Linked DNA regions of Mus musculus: regions 2 and 3 are each linked to region 1. A link is a contact called in public HiChIP or PLAC-seq data. All regions are on one chromosome and are shown on one strand. The core of a region is the stretch at or near the end of the contact, and the rest is flanking DNA. Distances in the headings are between cores, read along the strand shown. Region 1 overlaps Pak4 (p21 (RAC1) activated kinase 4). Region 2 has its middle 7.9 kb from the start of n-TKctt24. Region 3 overlaps Hnrnpl (heterogeneous nuclear ribonucleoprotein L).

Region 1 (4,450 bases), core at 771-3,270:
GTGTTTAACACAGCCTGCTGGCCATCACTTCACCTTCAGATGCCCTCACCTTCGGGGAACCTGCTGCTATTCCTATGTGTAGTGCCTCTTGTCTCCCTCCAACCCCAGTAATGATAGCAGTGCCTACACCCGCCCATCCATAGTCTCCCTAGTCCCACCTCTGGGCACCAGTGAGCAGTCCCCACCTCTAGTCTGGCCACCCCAGCCATTGGCTACAGACAAATGGAATGCCTCTCCACACTGGGACATTCTCCTGTCTCTAGGGCCTGGGTCTTCAGCTGGGTACTATATAAATACCCAGGAAAGGCCAGTCAGGAACCCAAGGGTGAGCCAGGCATGGTGACATACCACTTTAGTCCCAATACTCGAAGGCAGAGCCATGTGGATTTCTGTGTGTTCAAGGCCAGTCTGGTCTACATAAGTGAGTTCTAGGCTAGTTAGAGCCTATCTCAAAAAGGGAGTGGGGAGCTGGAGAGAAAGCCCAGCAGGTAAGAGCACTGGCTGCTCTTCTAGGGGACCTGGGGTCAGTTTCCACATGGGAGCTCACAACTGGACATAACTCCACTTCTAAGGGATACGACACCCTCTGACTTTCAAGGACATTAGCAACACATGTGGTGCACAGACATACATGCAGGCAAAAACACTCATACACATAAACTTTAAAGACTAATAACCATTTTTAAAAAGTAAATTAAAAATAAATAACAACAGTTACAACAACAACAACAACAACAACAAAGAATCAAAAGATGAGCCAGGAGCACAGGCTCAGTAGCCGCAATCCCAGCTACTCAGGAGGCAGGAGGATGGCAAGCTCAAAGCTCTGCCGAGATAGAGTGGATTCAGGCTATTCTGATCAACGTGGTGAAATTGTCTCAAAATAAAATGATAAAAAGGTCTGGGGCTGCAGCTCAGCAGCAGAGAACTGCAGAGTAGGCGGGAGGCCCTGGGGTCCATCCTAGCTGAAGGACAGGATGATGGTGGCACCCCACAGAGGATCAAGCAATGAGGGACACTAGGCAGCCTCCCAACAATCCTCTGCCTCTCACTACCTGAGTCCTGGGTGATGAAGCAACTGAGCCCCTCCCTGCCTGGGACCAGCCCCTTATGCTGGAGAGACAGGCCCTGTGGGAAGAGCCTGGAGTCCGACAGACCTGGTCTGAAGCTGGCTGGGCTAGAAGCACCTTTGCGTGGGTGACGTCTCCTCCTGAGGCTTTGAGTTACTCATCTGTAAGACAGGAAGAAAAGATCTATCAGTCATTCAATCACTAACACCCACTCTACTCTGGCTGATAGTCGGACACGAGAACAACCTAGACAGCCTATGACCCACTAGGGTCTACCTGGGGCAGACGGTCCCTAGGTAGTGACAGTGTACACTGGTAGGGACTGGGCCCACAAAGTGCTACCAACCACGGAAGGATGGCAGGTGTGCTAAGGGAGGCTTCCTATAGGAGGCTTCAGGAGTGAAGGCCCAAAGGACCAAAGGGTGTCAGAGGACTTTCATCTTTGTCCCACCTGGCTCTTCAGTACCTGGCAGGGTGGTGGGCAGACACAGAACCAGCACCCAGCCCCAGTGAGACTCTGCTGGGGAAGTGGCTACAGACAAGTGTCCAGGGGGCAGCTCTCTTCTTCTCCAGGCATGGCTCTCTTTCTTGGGAGTCACTGGCTCAGCCTACAAGAAGGACATTAATGGGCAGCCAGCCAGGGAAACCGGTTTGGCAGCCAAGCCAAGAGAGAGGCAGGTGGGGACGCAGCAGCCAACCTGTCTCAACTGGTCCCAAGGGGCCAGCAGGTGGCCAGCCCCGGGCCTGGACAGGACTTTCCCAGCTGGTTTAGTTTCTTTGCTTGATCCAAGTCCAGGGGTTGTGGCTGAGGGTTGGGACAGCTAGGGCAGAATGGGCACCTCTGGCTTCCAGCCTTCTCTGCCTCAGAACCAGCACTGCAACATGCTGCCCTCCTCCCAGCCTTTCCTGTCCAGCCTGTCCCAGCACCCCGACCTCTGCACCAGGGCTACCCAGCCCTCCTTGGCGCTACGCCTGTCTCTACAACTCTAACAGTGCCACACCTTGTGCTGCCTGGCACAGCGTGGAGCCTGTGCTGCGACCTGCGGCTCCCTGTCCTCCGTGTCTAGCTTGCTATCCACCCTGAACTCTTGGCTCTACTCTCAGTTCCCACCTCCCACACCGAGGGAGCCCCAAAGCAGCTCCCAGATTTGGCAGTATAGGGGGTGGTAGTGCATGTGACCACTCACTAAGCATAGGGAAGCGCTCAGAATGGAAAAGGTGGGAGAGCTTTCAGCAGTGCCTTTCCATGCTCCCCCACACAGACCCCTACCCCCACCCATAAGCCCCAAGCCACCTTGCATACTGCAGCCACTTGTGACCCTGCAGGAGAAGGGGCGGAAGGGCACACCTCCGGATATTTGCCTGGGCCACCCCTTTCCTCTGGGCAGCATATGGAGGGAAGGACAAACAGAGGAACTGGTGTTTATAATGACCTGGTGTAGGCCCCACCCAGGCCCTTTTAGGCATCTCGTGGCTGGGATGGGTCTCCCAGGCCAGCTCAGAATTTCAGAGCCCTGCAGCCCAAGCCTCAACCCCCAGCTGACAGTTAGCTAGCACTATATGCCCTGATTTCTATATCTGTGAAGACCCAGCCCACAGCTCATGCCAGGAAGCTCAATGAGTGACCCTAGGGAAAGACTCCACTCTTATGCCTCAGTTTCCTCTTGTTGGGAGGGTGACGACAGAAGCTGCTTCCAGCAGCTTTTATAAGGAGTCACAGGAAAAACAAGCAAGGCACTGAAGGTCTGGCTCAGAGCCAACTCTTACTGACGCTTAGGCAGTAAATCCTCAATGCTAGTTACATGAGAACAGTAGCCAGCAGGAATGTGCACCTACTGTGTGCCACCTCTCTTAGAAGCACTGTCCCAGTATCTCTCACCCTTTGTTCCTGACCCAGCAGGAGAGCCACTGTGAGCCCCATGCCCTAAGTAAGGTTCTCACTTGTCATGGGCAAAGCCAGAGCAGACATGAGAGTAGGCCACTTCTCCCAGGGCCTATGGCCCCTGCTTCTGGCGCAGATCCAGCCAATGATGCTCAGCCCTGTGATATACGCACAGCCCTACAATGGAGGCACCTTATCCCAATTGTCTGGTGTGGAAACAGACTCCTTTGTCCAGGCACCCAACCAGTCAGAGGTTGCCAAGGTTTGACCCAGGAAGGTGAACACAACAGGCTGGCCTCTTACTAGCTTGCACTGTGTGCAGCTAGTCTGGGCCCCCATGATGCTTCTACCTGCCAGGCCCACACCTTATCTTTCCTCTCCTGTGCTGGACTTCACCTCCTACCCCAGCCTGCCCCAGAAATGGGTTTCCTGGACCTCCTCCCAGGATCTCTGGTGAGACAAGCTGGTCCCAGAAACGATGCCTGAAACCCTGTCCCCCCACCAATGTACGCCATGGGGTTCTAGAGCTGACATGCTCACTATGAAGGAGCCTGCGGCCCTGGAGAGTCACCAACACAAGCCCCTTGGCTTCCAGAGACCTCAGAGTAGGGGCTATTCTGGGCCAGTGTTGGGGAATCTTGTTGGACCCTGGAGGTAAAGGGGTGACTGAGTACCCACGGAAGAGATACAGATGGAGCAGTATGGCCAGCAGCTCCCTCCAGCCAAGGATACACACTAAAAATGACTATATTTTAAAATGCTTTTTTCATTTCTTTAATCTCTGATTCTTCAATTGTGGGATACTCAGTTCTCTAGTCCCCCCTGCGCCCCTGCTCTGCTCTCAACCTTTCTCGAGAGGCAGATGCATCCATCTCCCATGCTCCTGAGGGAATGAGCCGACAGCTCCAGGAAAGCCCTCCCTGCCTCAGTGTACCCCTTGTTTTCCAGGACTGAGCTGCAACAGTGTCTGGCTCTGGCATGCTTGAGCCCACACCCACTCCCCCACAGTCAGCTCTGGCTGTCAAGCCACAGCCCTGACCTATGCCATGTAAATGCGTCCCACATCCCACTCTCCTTCAGCCTCCTGCTGGGACAGGTTCCCACTTCTTCCAGGTAGTCCTAACTCCTCCTAGATGGGCCCATCTTCCTCATCATACACTGCCCAATCACAAGTGACCGGTCATAGTTGCTGGGCCTTCACCTCCCTATCCATTTGAGTGACAACTGAGGTGGAGCCTACTGGGCCCTCAGCTCTGCAGAGTCTGCAGGGTTCACACTGGGGAAAGATGACAATCATTAAACCAGGTCCACCCAAGGTCTGCGGGGCAGACTTAAGTCCTGAGAGGAAATAAAGGCAGGCTCAGAGCGCAGGCAAAAGAGGCAGGAACTGTCAATGCAGTCCTTGAGTGCATGAGACCAAAGAGGTTCTGTGCTCAGGAAGAGGGGCAGCCAGGAGGTAAGAAACGGCAGGGCGAAGGTGCTGAGACAGGCACTTGCT
Region 2 (4,226 bases), core at 1,400-3,899, 230 kb after region 1:
GGTGAAGCTCTGGCTGCCCTGGAATCTGCTCTTAGACCAGGCTGGCTTTGAACTCAGGGATCTGGCTACCTCTGCCTCCCAAGTGCTGGGATTAAAAACATGCTACCCCTCCAAGGCCCCCCCAACCCCACCTCTTCTATTTTATAGAAAAACAAGGAAAGCTTCATGCAGGTGGATTGGACAGGGATGCGCGGCACGTAGCAGAAGAGGAGGCAGCCAAAGAAGAATCACGTGGGCCACATCTGTATGTGTGGCTTGTTGCTGTGATGACACCGTGACCAGAAGCCACCGGGGGAAGGAAAGGGTTTATTTTGGTTTAAGGTTCTAGAAGACTCCGCCGTGGAAGGGGAGGCATGGCAGGAAGAGTACACATCTTCAGAAGAAGATGTGAAGAGATCACATCTTCAGCCGCTCACAGGAAGCACAGAGAACAGGAGGGAGGGGGCAGGTTGAGAAGCCTTGAGTCCTTTCCTTAGTGATAAACTTCTCCCCATAAGGCTCTGCCTCCTCAAGGGCCTGTAACCTCCCCAAGCAGTGCCACCAGCCAGGGGCCATGTGTCCAAACACCTGAGCCTCTAGGGACATTTCTCATTCAAACCACCACCACACCAAAAACTTAAAAATTCTAAACATGCATGCCTGTCATGTACCACAGCATTTAGAAAGCAGAGGCAGGAGGATTCCTTCTAGTTCTAAGTCAGCCTGGGCTTTGTAGGAAGACCCTACCTTCAAAACCAAAGTAGATTTGGGAGATGGCCCACTGGGCTAAGTGCCTACTATACAAGGACCTGTGTTCAGGTCCTTGGTGTGGCAGCAGGTACCTATAACTGACTCACTGGCCTGCCAGTCTTGCCAAAGCAGCAACTTCTAGATTCAGCAAGAGACTCTTGTCCAAAAAAAAAAAAAAAAAAAAAAGGGGAGCTAGAGAGATGGGGCAGTGGTTCAGAGCACTCGTGTTTTTGTAGAGGACCCAGGTTCTATTCCCAGCACCCACATGGCAGCTTACAACCTTCTATAAGTCCAGTTCCAGGGGATCCAACACTCTTCTTTTGAGACAGGGTTTCTCTGTAGCCCTGGCTGTCCTGGAACTCACTTTGTAGACCAAAAAAATCCCAGCACTTGGGAGGTAGAGGTAGGCCTCGAACTCAGAAATCCGCCTGCCTCTGCCTCCCAAGTGCTGGGATTAAAGGTGTGTGCCACCACGCCCGGCCCAACACCCTCTTCTGACCTCCAAGGGCACCAGGCACACACATGCAAGAAAAACACATAAATTGATTAAATGTGGTGCTGGCCAAAAAGAGAAAAAAAGTAACAGGTTCTGCTGCCAAGGTGGACAGACAACTTGAGTTTGAAGAGGGCAGAATCAACTCCTGGTCCTCTGACCTTCATATCTGTGCCATTGGACGTGTGAACATAAACACACAAATATAAATAAAATGATGTTTCCAGGAGGCGGTGGTACACGCCTTTAATCCCAGCCAGCACTTGGAAGGCAGAGTCGATCTCTGTGAATTTGAGACCTCTCTGGTCTACAGGGTGAGTTCCAGGACGGCCAGGGATACACTGAAACCCTGTCTCAAAAACAAAACAAGACAAGACAAACAAAAAAGTCAAGAAAGTATTGAAGAATATACCTGTGTTGACCTGCACAGCATATCCATGTGCACACACACATATACCAGAGTCAGACAGACACCACAGTATAAATAGACGTGGTGGTACAATCCCAGACCTAAAGGAATTGAGGCAAGAAGCCATTTTGGAGCTACATAGTAAAACCATGACTCACTCAAACAAACAAACAAAAGAATGTGTGCGTGTGTGTGTGTTTGTGTGTGTGTGTGTATGTGTAAGTTTTTACCCACAATTCCTGAATCATGACCCTGACCTACTTCCTGGGGTAGTAGGTCACAATGACACAGGAGAAGCGGAGTAAAACACTGATGTTTTATGATGGATTCACCAATCAACTTGCTTAGGAAATACTGCACTGCACAAGCTAAATTGGTGCTGCCCCTAAATGACTTAGCAAACTACCCAGGCTTGTTAGGAACTGTAGGGAAAATTTTGTACTCTGAACATAATTGCAGTTTGGACTTGCTGAGAATATATTTCTGTTAAGATTTGTTCCCTAAGATTGGCACCAATTAGGCTCCATCCTCATCTCAGAGAACATGCCTCTACCTGGCTTGTTCAGAGGGGCTGGCGCTGGCTAGCCGCCACCATTAATTAAGTTCTAGTCAGCCATTAAGTCCCAGTTCTGTTGTCAGGAAGAGAGAACTCAAAGCGAACAATGCTGTTATACTTCCAAAGTAACTGTGACAATAACTTTGGCTGTGTAAATCTCCCAGTTGTCTAAGATCATCAGACTTGCAGGCTCTTTTCTCCACTTAGTTGCTGAGTGTAACTTGGAGCCAGGACCTTAAAGAGAAGTACAGATGTGACATGCTAAGGACTGAATCCGATGTCATTTGTTACAAAGGTCTGTTTGTGGCTGCTTTTTGCACTCTTAAAGAATGTCTTTTTCTTATTCCCCTGAGTGTTTGGACTAAGTCCAGGAACTGAACAAGACTCAGTACACACATCCAACCCTTTGCCCCAGAGGAAGGAATGCTGTGAGGGAGGCCGAGAAAATCTGAACCAACCGGGTTTTCTGGGTCTCCGCATCCAGTCTGTTAGCAATCCTGCCCGGGCAAACGTCATAAAAACCTCAGAAAGGACTGGGCTGGGAGACAGCTTCCAAACAGTAGAGCTTCCTGCAGGAGGTGGCTCAGCAGTAGTCTACTTGCCTAGCAAGTACCTACCTCGTGCTAGATTCACTTATTAGAGGAAAACACACACACACTCTCTAAACAGCCAAATATACTACGGAGTGTGGAAGCTACCGGATTCCTTCTGCATGGTTTGTCCTGAGCCCCATCAGTTGCCTAGCAAATTTAACAATCATAGAAGGTGGAAGTGGTATATTGGGTTGCTTTACCTGTCAATTTGACACAGCCCAGAATCACCCAAGAAGGTAGTGGAAACTGAGAAATTGCCCACATCAAATCGGCCTGTGGGCCTGTCTGTGGAGCGGGGTGGGGGTGGGGTGGGGTGGGGACAACATTCCTTAGGCTGGTGGTCCAGGGCCTTATAAGGAAACTCCCCAGCGTGAGCCCAAACGTGCCAGCTAGCAGTACTCTTCCACTGTTTCCGCTTGAGTTCCTGCCCCGCCCTTCCTCACCATGGACTATGCTCCTGAAAGTGAACCAAGCCCTTTCTTTCCACTGAGTTGCTTTATCAGTGTTTCATGGTAGCAACAGAAAGGAAAAGAGAGCAGATGGGGCCCTTGGTTTCTACACTGTACTCCTATTTTTGTATCACTGTAGCCAAAATATCCAACAGTTACAGTTTAAAGAAAGAAAGACCAATTTGGGCTCAGCATTTCAGAGTGGTCCATCCCTTCATGGCTAGATGAGAGAAGGTGAAAGTGGATAGCAGAGTCTGTTCAAATCATGGACCAGTGAGCAAGACAGGCAGGCATCAGCAACAAAGTCTAACTGCCCTGCCCCCAGTGACCTAATGACCCACTTCCCTCCGGTAGGCCTCAGCTTCCAAAGCTTCCCCAAGTGACATCCACCAGGCAGGGAACGAGGGCTCCATGGCAGGAACCAACAAGGGACATTGCAGATTGAAAGAATCACACGGGCTGTCCTCCAGAAACACAGAAGAATGTGTGTGGCTTGTCACTGACAGCCACAGACGTGGGGGAGCAGTGGGGACTGAGCCCTTAAGCTACGTGTCCTGACGCTATACCCAAGTCACAGTATCAGAGTGGTGTCGTGACTGAATCCAGTTAGAAGAACACTGGCTGGTGTCTGAGACAGAATTACTTGCTTGGTGGTGGAAGATGGGTGTGTGTGTGTGTGTGTGTGTGTGTGTGCACTTGCAGATGGCCAGCAGAACAATGCAAGGGGAACAAAAAGGTAGTTCATTTTAACACAACTAAGTAAGTAGCCAGTATTGGTTCAAACTTTGAGAGTCTGACCCCAAGTAATTTATTTTAGGCCTATTTAAGCACAGCACCACTTGACAAGACATTTCCTGGTAATAATTAACTCAGTTCCACGTGCACGGTAAAGTTTAAGAAGCGACTTTTGGGAAACTCTTTGTAAAGTACATAGCAATGTGGTCTATAAATAGATTACATGTGCTACCTTCTATAAAAATGGGTTCTACAGATTGAC
Region 3 (4,662 bases), core at 1,592-4,091, 250 kb after region 1:
TGGTCTATGGCTTGGATCAATCTAAGATGAACTGTGATCGAGTCTTCAATGTCTTCTGCTTGTATGGCAATGTGGAGAAGGTGAGCTTGCTTTCCTTGAAGAGCTGAAGGAGGCCCTATGTCTCAAATGGAGGGGAGCAGAGGGGAAGGAGCCAGGGAGTGAGGTGCATCCTTTGTAGTGGTGTTTCCTAGAGCACAGCCAGCCTGCTGCTTCATGAGAGCTTCAGTGTTTGCAGTCTGAGTTACCCATGTATCTTAAAAGTATTGAGACTTAGTGTTGAAGAGTGAGTCCTAAGAGTGTAGGTAGTAAAGACTGTAAAGATTGCCTCTGGGTAGCTGCAGGTAATCGGGCAGCTCCAGACCCTTCTGCATTCTCTGCTGGAAAGCTGATTCCACCTGGCTAGTGGTATCTTATAACAAACTAGTATGGTTTCAAGTTCATCCAAGAGTCTGGGCCTGGGCCACCAGATAAGAGTTGATAGTAGGGCTGGTGAGATGGCTCAGTGGGTAAGAGTACCCGACTGCTCTTCCGAAGGTCCAGAGTTCAAATCCCAGCAACCACATGGTGGCTCACAACCATCTGTAACAAGATCTGACTCCCTCTTCTGGTGTGTCTGAAGACAGCTACAGTGTACTTACATATAATAAATAAATAAATCTTTAAAAAAAAAAAAAAAAGAGTTGATAGTAGCCTGGTGTCATGATGCACACCTTAGCACTCTGAAACCTAGGCCACAAAGTGAGACCCTCTTTGAAAAACCACAGTAAAACTGTTTGGAACAGCAGGAGCATTAGTGCACTTTCTGTAGTGGTTTTAGGGTTTTTTACCTGCTGTATTAAAGCAGAAAGGAAGGACGAGTTGAATAACCCTTTATGTGGGAAGCGTGACTTCCCATAGTTGGCCTGGCTTCTTAGAGCCTCTACCAGTATATACTGTGGTCTACTGTATAAAGGTATTTGGGTCTCAGAGGTAGAACACTTAGAAGACCCAAGAGTCTTTCCTCAGCACTTTTATTGATATTGTGATAGAATATCTAACCTGAAGCAGCAAAATGTAGAGAGCTAGCTTCCTCATTCTGCAGAGCTGGCTTCGTGCAGCAGCTCTCCAATGAGAAAGATCCTGCCCGGGCTCCACTGCCCACTTGGCTTGAGCTCAGCGCACGGGCCAGACCTGCTCTGGGTTGGTTCTGGTCCCCTTTCACCTTTGAGGAAATGGACGACTAGAACCAGAGCAGGAGTTAGCTTGTAGCTGTCAGGGGAGAGGACCTGCAACTAGACATGTGTGCTAAATCGCACCTTTCTCCCTAAGGTGAAATTTATGAAAAGCAAGCCGGGGGCCGCCATGGTGGAAATGGCTGATGGCTATGCTGTGGACCGAGCCATTACTCACCTCAACAACAACTTCATGTTTGGGCAGAAGATGAATGTCTGGTGGGTACTGTCATCAGAAAAGATGGACAGAGGTGTGATTTCAGTTGTGATTGAGATCAGGGTGCTGACATAGGCAGGAATGGGGGTGGGGATAGGAGCCATGCTCCTCTTCCTCTGAAGCCTTGGGAGAAAGGAGGTTAGCTTGAGTGCAGCAGTGTGTGTTAAAAGCACTCAGCAGTATCAGATAGGCGTGAGGCCAGCTGAGCCTCTGGCTGACCCTAGAGGACAGACAATTCAGCATAGAACAAAGACTTCCTTTCTTCCTCTCAGTGTCTCCAAGCAACCAGCCATTATGCCTGGTCAGTCATACGGGCTAGAAGATGGATCCTGCAGCTATAAAGACTTCAGCGAGTCAAGGAACAATCGGTTCTCCACTCCAGAGCAGGCAGCTAAGAACCGCATCCAGCACCCTAGCAATGTACTGCACTTCTTCAATGCTCCCCTCGAGGTGACTGAGGAGAACTTCTTTGAGGTGGGTGTTGTGAAACCGATCTGTCATGACATTGGCTTCAGTTGGGCTCATTTGGGACACAGCAAAAGAAAGGGAGGGGGCAGATTCTTCTCGTCTTGGCTGTGGTTAGAGCGAGCAGAGGCATAGAGTGTGTCCTGGTGTAGAGCTCTGCACACTGCTTTCACATCTTGGCCAGGCAGTCATGATTGTGGGGTTGCCACAAAGGTGATGCTTTGGAACCTGGGCAGAGACAGCAAGAGGGGCCCATGGGTGTTGGCCAGCAATTCAGCAACACCTATCTGCTGTCATACTGTGGGTGGCCAGAGTTGTGGTTTGAGGAACAGTCTCTCTTCTTGTGCTGCCTCATGGAGGTGTTTCTGTGAGTCCCAGGCTGGTGGGGTACAGTCCACACAAGACCACAGTTGTCTGGTCTGCTTTAAGTCTTCCATATGGTTTCTGAATTCTCTTACTCGTTACTCTCTTGCACCAGATCTGCGATGAACTGGGAGTGAAGCGGCCAACCTCTGTCAAAGTATTTTCAGGCAAAAGTGAGTCAGACACCACTTCCCTCCCCGACCCCACTGCAGCTGTGGGTGGTGGTTGCTGGGAGGAGACTAACCTTGTGTGGCCCTGCCTAACCCCTCTGCTGTCTCCTGTTTGATTCAGGCGAGCGGAGCTCCTCTGGGCTGCTGGAGTGGGACTCGAAGAGCGATGCCCTGGAGACCTTGGGCTTCCTGAACCATTACCAGATGAAAAACCCAAGTGAGTGTCTGTGTGTCCTGCAGAATCTCCCTAGTGGCTTGATGGCTTGTCTGGCTACATGCCAGAGCCATCTTTCTACCCTCAAGATAGGACCCTAGAGATTGCCTTTGTCGCAGACACAGGCAGATGGGACTTGGTCACCAGGAGAGCAGTCTGATGACATCCTCCTGGGAGGCCAGCCAGGCTGCCGGGTTCCACCCACCTGATAGCTTGGGAGTTGCTCTAGCTTACCGTGGGTGGTGATGAGTTAGATCCTGGTAATTGACCTGCAGAGGAGGGCGTGTGGGTGCAGATTGAGATGACTGGTCCGGGAGCTCCAGAGGGTTCCAGCCTGACTGACATCTGTCCTCTTGTTTCCAGATGGCCCGTACCCATACACTCTGAAGTTGTGCTTCTCCACTGCACAGCACGCCTCCTAATTGGATGCTGGGAAGGAAGACTCCATCCGAGCAGGAAAATGTTCCTTTCCTTTATGCTGTTGGTTTGTTTGGTTTTTTTTTTTTTTTTCTTGTTTTTTTTTTTCTTTTTGGTTTTGTTTTGATTTATTTTTGCAGTTTTTTCCTTTTAAATGCTAGGTCAGTAGAGGCTTAACCACAACAGAAATGCTGGAACTCTGGAGGGGGGGAGGGGAACTGGTATCTCCCAAGATTAACCTTCACTTTTTAAAATGACTGTATGTGTGATTTTTTTTTTTTCCTGTTCATACATTTGTGCTGCCCATGTATCTTGGCACATTTCAATAAAATTGTTTGGAAAATAAAACTATTTGCTGGGGCTCCAAGGGTGGGTTGTCTGCTTTCCTCTCTCCCACTTAGCATTCCAAAGAGTGGTGGGCCCAGCCTTAATAAGGGCAGGATGAGCAATGAGCAGGAATTAGAGACCAGTGCATTCTTGAAGGACACTGCCCAAGCTAGGTCAGGTTCTACTAGTGATTGAAAGGTGGGGATAGTTAACCCTGTTCTTCAGGTAGTCCTGGCCTTACGTGTATCATATCAAATGCACAAGCTCATGCGAGTACATGGATACGGTTACACTCTGGACTGGCAGTGGCGATGCACACCTTTAATCCCTGCACTGAGGCAGAAATGGGCAGGGCTGAGGTCCAGGACAGCCAGGCATACACAGAGAAAACCTTTTTGTCTTGAAAACAGTGGAGTTGGAGCACAATTGTGCTGTCCTGTAGTCCAAGTGCTTAGCTCTCTGGAGTAGGAGTAGAGCTTGAGGCTGATCTCTGCAGCTTGGTACACCACCGCCTGGCAAGATGGTTGCCAAGCTACAGGATTCAAAAGTGGCTTGGTGGGACCTGCTGAGTGTGTGTGTGTGTGTGTGTGTGTGTGTATGTATGTGTATGTGTGTGAACACTGTTATGGGATCTGATGCCCTCTTCTGCCATGCAGGGGCACATGGAAATTAGAGTACTCAAGTTAAAAGTCTAAAAATAAGGTAGTTCTGATGCTGTTCTGACATGACAACTGGACCTTGGTCTGTGTACAGAGATGATTGTGCGTTGTGGTTTACTGGCCCTGAAAGTCATTTCTGGGTCTCGCTAACTCACTGATCCTGAGGCAGAGTTTACAAGTGGGGTTGAAGGATGCAAACTGTTAAGTCCGTGGTGGATAGTCCTGGGATTTAGATGGAAACCTCCGGAGATGGCTTCAGTAGAAACAAGGCCTAGGAGGAACACAGGTTAAAAACTGATGTCCTGGAGAGTGGGAGCAGGCCACACTAGTGACAGTGGTGGCAACGTCCTGGAGAGCCAGACTGGCGTTTCAGCATCTGGAGTCACAGTATCACATGGAAAGTACTAACTGCACCCTAGTTTGCTGTAAAACAATCGGGGAGATTCAAAGAGTTTTATCTACTATCCAGTTCATTTTCTGTTGGCAATTAGACCTGTAAATGTATAAACACTCCACGTGTATCATCCACAATTACTTTTTTATACCAGTTAAATGATGCACATTACTGAATGAGATGACATGACCACTCCAAGCTACGGTTGAGGTTTTGAAGATAGAA

What was found. HiChIP or PLAC-seq counts read pairs in DNA pulled down with a chosen protein or histone mark.
Region 2: a contact with region 1 is called in an HNF4G HiChIP or PLAC-seq map of pancreatic cancer cells. The contact joins two enhancer-like sites. A contact is called at or near these places in 3 of 115 datasets of contacts at active chromatin or transcription factors (embryonic stem cells, memory CD8 T cells and pancreatic cancer cells).
Region 3: an HNF4G HiChIP or PLAC-seq map of pancreatic cancer cells shows a contact between it and region 1. The contact joins two enhancer-like sites. A contact is called at or near these places in 1 of 115 datasets of contacts at active chromatin or transcription factors (pancreatic cancer cells) and 1 of 9 other capture datasets (liver).

Annotation. Positions count from the first base shown.
Region 1 is chr7:28,568,636-28,573,085 of GRCm38.p6, forward strand. It overlaps Pak4 (p21 (RAC1) activated kinase 4), which reads right to left. Exons shown (of 10, transcript NM_027470.3): 2 at 1,158-1,231. Among named protein-coding and RNA genes, the nearest start is that of Mir7049, 9.9 kb to the left of the region's middle. Within about 2 kb of position 2,021, at least 82 of the 459 cell types and tissues checked have an H3K27ac peak or open chromatin away from gene starts, as enhancers often do. A contact at or near this core is called in liver and pancreatic cancer cells, where this site is marked.
Region 2 is chr7:28,799,837-28,804,062 of GRCm38.p6, forward strand. No RefSeq gene overlaps it. Among named protein-coding and RNA genes, the nearest start is that of n-TKctt24, 7.9 kb to the left of the region's middle. Within about 2 kb of position 2,650, at least 232 of the 459 cell types and tissues checked have an H3K27ac peak or open chromatin away from gene starts, as enhancers often do. A contact at or near this core is called in pancreatic cancer cells, where this site is marked.
Region 3 is chr7:28,818,845-28,823,506 of GRCm38.p6, forward strand. Hnrnpl (heterogeneous nuclear ribonucleoprotein L) reads left to right here. Exons shown (of 13, transcript NM_177301.5): 8 at 1-80; 9 at 1,309-1,430; 10 at 1,701-1,902; 11 at 2,372-2,429; 12 at 2,548-2,643; 13 at 3,004-3,422. The coding sequence ends at 3,062. Among named protein-coding and RNA genes, the nearest start is that of Ech1, 4.2 kb to the right of the region's middle. Within about 2 kb of position 2,842, at least 147 of the 459 cell types and tissues checked have an H3K27ac peak or open chromatin away from gene starts, as enhancers often do. A contact at or near this core is called in liver and pancreatic cancer cells, where this site is marked.